Regions from separate parts of the Mus musculus genome. Here region 2 is linked to region 1. The links are chromatin contacts, called in public HiChIP or PLAC-seq maps. All regions are on one chromosome and are shown on one strand. Each heading gives the region's core, a stretch centred on a gene start, on an enhancer-like site or on the middle of the called end of the contact. The rest is flanking DNA. Distances are from core to core; before and after follow the strand shown.

The links. HiChIP or PLAC-seq counts read pairs in DNA pulled down with a chosen protein or histone mark.
Region 2: a contact with region 1 is called in an H3K27ac HiChIP or PLAC-seq map of embryonic stem cells, with 6 read pairs. The contact joins the enhancer-like site here to the promoter of Caml in region 1. A contact is called at or near these places in 4 of 39 promoter capture datasets (the C10 cell line, hematopoietic stem and progenitor cells and liver), 3 of 115 datasets of contacts at active chromatin or transcription factors (bone marrow-derived macrophages, embryonic stem cells and pancreatic cancer cells) and 3 of 9 other capture datasets (adipose tissue, liver and pancreatic islet).

The regions. Positions count from the first base shown.
Region 1 is chr13:55,621,717-55,624,416 of GRCm38.p6, reverse strand. It overlaps Caml (calcium modulating ligand), which reads right to left and starts at 1,412. Exons shown (of 4, transcript NM_007596.2): 1 at 1,161-1,412. The coding sequence starts at 1,326.
Region 2 is chr13:55,248,169-55,250,868 of GRCm38.p6, reverse strand. The region is part of intron 5 of Nsd1 (nuclear receptor-binding SET-domain protein 1); the gene reads right to left. Among named protein-coding and RNA genes, the nearest start is that of Nsd1, 40 kb to the right of the region's middle. Within about 2 kb of position 1,433, at least 24 of the 459 cell types and tissues checked have an H3K27ac peak or open chromatin away from gene starts, as enhancers often do. A contact at or near this core is called in bone marrow-derived macrophages and embryonic stem cells, where this site is marked.

The sequences.
Region 1 (2,700 bases), core at 163-2,662:
GCTAATACTGATAAAAATACAAAATCATTGAAGTCTTTCAAGGTTTCTATTTTACAGTTGCATTTCTAACTGTGAGCACAGGGTGTGGCGCCGCCTGTACCCACTGTTGCTGTTCCCGGGCAGCTATGAGCAGGCACTTTTAGGATGCTGTTCTAGCTTTTAAAGAGAGAACTCTAAAAATGATAAAATTTTTCAAGCAAAAGAACAGAATAAGAAAGGGACTTGAGAAAGACAAACACCAACACTTTAAGAATATCTTCAGAATGATCACTACAAAAAAAATATTTTCTGTACTGTTTCAGATGATTTTGAAAGTGGTAGCCATATCTCTCATTTATATTGTCTAGAAGTTCAGAACTATATCTCTAACGCCTCAGAGAAATTCTTGAGTTCTACCAAGCTCACAAAGAGCAACTAAAAAGCCAATTACTAAAGGAAACACCCAAATCGAAACTTAGAGAGGCCAAGCATAGTAGAATTCAATTGTGTCCACAAGAAAACAGTGTCCTGGACACAAGGTTGCATGAAAGATGAATTTTCTTAGGGCAAATGCAGTTATTGAAACGTGATGTATGTATGGTAATGAAAGGAAATCTCTGCAGGGACATCACATCTTTCGGGAGGACCTGTGTGACAGGTGATAATTTTGAAAGCAATGAGCATAGCCACCAAGATAGGGAAATAGGGTCTCTAATCCACAACGGACGGACCAGCCAACAGTTGAGTAATGACTGATGTGGTGGACGAGAGTTACGAAGCAAAAGGCAAAAGCTATGTCATGGGGAGTAACTGGGAATAAAGGCATCTGGAGCTTATAGGAAAATCTCCCTGGGAGGTCTGGGGATAAAATGCACAGCCTTCAAGAAAGGCGAGTAATCAGGAACATAGGGGTTGTCTCAGATAACCGTACACAGAGACTCAGGAACGAAGGCTTTGTAGCCAGGGTGGAGACGACCTCCGGGCAAGGATCCAAGAAAATAGGAAGCAACAAGGAGCGTCCTGGGGTTAAGCGACAATATAATATGGGTCGTCACCTAGGGAGCGGTGACAGAGTTCGGTCAGAATGCATTTTGGGGACAAAATGTTTACGAGCTGGAGTGGGCAGAAGGAGCTTGAAGACTCAAAGAGGTGGGCGGGAGACGGGAAACCGAAGCTCTCACCCGAGCCGCTCCCGGGCCTGTGAAAGCCCATGATCCGGTTGATGCGTTGCTCGGAGTTCATGAGCAGCTTTCTCCTCCGCAGCTCCGCTCGCCGCTGAGAAGCCGACAGGCCCGACGGCGTCGCGGGTCTTTCCCCGCCGTCCGTGGCCGCAGGCACCGGCTCCATGCTTTCTCTACGGTCTAGATCAGGCTGACGGTAAAGGCAAGGATGACTTATGGCAGGGCCGCAGAGTTCGCTCCCACTCCCACTGTAATCCCGCCCTCTAAGGGGCGGGAACTGAAGCGTGAGCATGCGCTAATCGGCTGCGCCAGGCTCTGCCGCCATGTTCAGTGAGGGCAAGCCCAGTTCAAGGGTTCCCTCTTCCTAAGTTGGCTCGCAGTGCTCAGGTTTCTCGCCACCAGGTTACCTCACAGCTGCTCTCGAAGATGAAGAGACGGATGCCCTCCTGATGAGTGAAATGACAGTGAGGAGCAGGTCCATTTTATTCTCTGCCAGGAAGCAAAATGGAGGTTGCAGCGGCGGGAGCTTTTTACCAGCCAACGCGTCTCTGCTCCTTGGATACGTAATTGCGGGTGCGACGCTCTCCGGGAGCGTGGCCCTGGGATTTGGTGGCTGTGGTGATCCTAGTTCTTTACTGAAAATGTCTGGACAACAAACGAAGGAGCCTCAATCCACTATCCAGTCCCAGGCCGTCCACTTCTCTATGGAGCTGCAGAAAGAGCTCTCTCTCCTTCTTACTAATCCGGGAGTCACACTGCGGACTCTGGCTACACCTAACAGCCTTGCCTCGGTAGCCAGAGAGCTCACGTTAGGAACAGACAACGGGCCTGGGCTCGGTTGTATACTCTTCGTTTGTTTTTGTTTTTCGAGACAGAGTTTCTCTGTATAGCCCTGGCTGTCCTGGAACTCACTCTGTAGACCAGGCTGGCCTCGAACTCAGAAATCCGCCTGCCTCTGCCTCCCGAGTACTGGAATTAAAGGCGTGCGCCACCACCGCTCGGCGGTATTATTATATATTACAAAGGATCCTGCAGTCTGAACCAGCTTGTTCATTCTGAGTTCTCTCCCCAGCTCAAGTGGTGGCGTGCTGAAGGAATGCGAAGAGTTAAAACCGTTCAATACTAGCCAGATTTAGTATTTCGGGAAGTGCAAGCTTGAGCAGTTAAAATTAACTGTTTCATTCCCTGCGAAGCCGCCCATTTGACATGGCGTGTGCCAGCTGTTGGGCTTTTCAGATCAGACCTGGTACGTCTTTGGTGAAGCAGCAGCTGAGGAGACACCCCAGAGCTCACCATAGCCCATGAAAAACCCAAGGAAGGGGTCAGGCCTGAGCACAGTGATCATATTAAGGTTAGAGGCAATAAACTAATGAAAGCCATCATATGCGGCAGTGTTTGTCAGCAAGGCAGATCAGGTTCCCATTTGATGGGCAACCAAGCAATGAAACACACCCACCCAGTACGAAATGGAAGCTCAAGATGCAATTGATGCATTCCATCAGTAGACAAGTGGCTCCAGAATTTTGTTCTACACCAACAG
Region 2 (2,700 bases), core at 184-2,683, 370 kb after region 1:
AAAAAAAAAAAAATAAATCAATAGACTGAAGTTTACAATATTCAGCAAAAGTAGCACTAAAAAGGGTATTTATATTAATAACTACCTATGATTTTTGTTTATTTGTTTCAAAGCCAGGTTCTGGAGATGGGAGAGATAGCTCAGCAGGTAACAGACATTCAGTACATTCTTGTGTGTGTGTGTGTGTGTGTGTGTGTGTGTGTGTATACACACACAGAGTTTTGGTATTTTGAATTTTAAAAGGGGAGGTTCAAGTTTAGTGACTTATATACATCTTCAATAATTCCAGTGCTCAGAAAGTGGAGGCAGGAAGGAATATCTATCTACAGGTAGAAAGCCAACACAGCAAGATCCAAGCCTAAGATATGAAAACTATATTTAATCCAAAGTTAGCAGAAGGAAAGAAGTACAGCAGAAATAAATAAAACAAGATAGAAAATAGAAGCACTACAGCAAAAATCAGAAGCTAGGAATGCATGCCAGCTAATGACTTGCCAGTAAGTAACAAGACCTTAGGTTAGATCCCTAATATCAAAGGAAAAATACTTTTAAGTGCCAAGTAAAATATTTTTGAAAAATGTATTCAACTTTTAAAAATTATTGATTTTTGGAGAGTATAATATAATTACATCATGTTCCCCACCCCAAACCCTCCTATATACCCCTCCTTGTTCTCTTTTAAATTCATGGCTTCTTTTTTCATTAACTGTTGTTTTGTTATATATATATTCAATTTTTTAAATTGAATTACAGGTGTGGGGAGGGAGGACACATGACAACACACACACACACACACACACACACACACACACACACACACGAGTGCAAATGTCTGCAGAAGCTAGAAGAGAGCTTTATATCCCTGGAACTGAAGTTCCAGACAGTTATAATCCACTCTACATATGTGTGCTAGGATCCTAACTCTGGTACTCTGCAAAAACAGTGTGCACTCTTACTTCTGAGCCATCCCAAGGCCTTATATAACAAACTCTTAGCAACATTTAAAAAAAAAAAAAAAAAAAGGAGGCCGGGCATGGTGGTGCACGCCTCTAATCCCAGCACTTGGGAGGCAGAGGCAGGTGGATTTCTGAGTTTGAGGCCAGCCTGGTCTACAAAGTGAGTTCCAGGACAGCCAGGGCTATACAGAGAAACCCTGTCTTGAAAACCCAAAAAAGAAAAAAAGAAAAAAAGGGCATAAATCATAAAGAGACACTACAACTGATATCACCAACACTGATATCATACATAACTGGACAATCCAGAAGAACTGAATAAATTCCTTGAAATAGTCAATCCAAGACTGAATGAATGATATGAATCTTTTTTTTTAAAAATCCAAACAAAGTTGAGCTTGTGCCAGTACTCAGAGGCTGAGACAGCCAGGTCTGCAGAGCTAGTTCTCCTCCAACAGTCAAGGCTACAGAGAAACCAAAAAACAAAGGGAAGATGACTCAGCAGTTAAGAAAGCGCTCTTCCGGGGCTGGCAAGATGGCTCAGAGGGTAAGAGAGCACTGACTGCTTCTCCGAAGGTCCTGAGTTCAATTCCCAGCAACCACATGGTGGCTCACAACCACCCATAATGAGATCTGATGCCCTCTTCTGGTGCGTCTGAAGTCAGCTACAATGTACTTATGTATAATAATAAGACTAAAAAAAATAAAAAATAAATAAAAAAGAAAGAAAGAGCTCTTCCAGAGGACCCAAGTTTGATTCCCAGCACCCACATCAGGTGGCTCACACTGACCTCTAACTGTAGTTCATGCATACACTGAAACACACGTAACTGAAAACACTAAAGATCAAATGGGAAAGCACAAAGTCCATGAAGCCTACAGTTTGCTGATGCACTGACCACGCAGCTCAACTTCCTCAGACTTCGGAAGCTGGGCATGTTACATCTTGCAGCTAGAATCCCAGCACTCAGAAAGCTGAAGCAGGATGACAGCAATGGAAAAAGTATAGTTTCTTCAACAAACTATTTTGGGAGAGCTGTATATCCACATCAAAAGAATTCAGGGCCTTTGCCTTTCACCATACAAAAAAATTAACAACAAAACAAGCAGATACGAGACCTCAAACAGTTAAGCACATTGGGGTGGACGGCAGCTTCTTGGCTGTGACCCCTAACAAAAAAGGATCAAGAGCAAAGACAGTAAAACAGCATCACAGGAGACTCTGACCTTCTCCCCATCAAAAAGAAAAGAAAAATCCAAGACAGCTAAGCCAAGACAACAGAGACACACTCTCAAAGCACAGTGAGAAGGTAACTGTGGCATAGCATTACTTAGCACATCTCTCTTACCTATAGAAAAATGTGCATCCTTTTAAGTTGTGGTCAGAGGAAACCTAGTTTCCAGTCTTTTTACTACTAGTACACTAATGACTACACTTAAGTTTTTAGGCCTACAGCCTCCTCAATCCCAAAATGTCAGTTAACTTTGTAAGATAAGAAACTGGAAAGGAGAAAAAATTATCGGGATTTACAAAAAGGAAAAAAAAGAGCTAATAAGAAAGTAACACAGGTAACTCAGTAGCAGTGTGCTGCCAGACATCCACTGAGGTCTTAAACTCAATCCCCAATAGCTAAAATAAAACTAAAAAGTTTATAAAATACAGATATCCCACATTTAAATATTAGTCTTCTTAGTCAAGTGGTAACTCTGACTCCAAGTTTGTAACACATATTCCATTACAACAGAC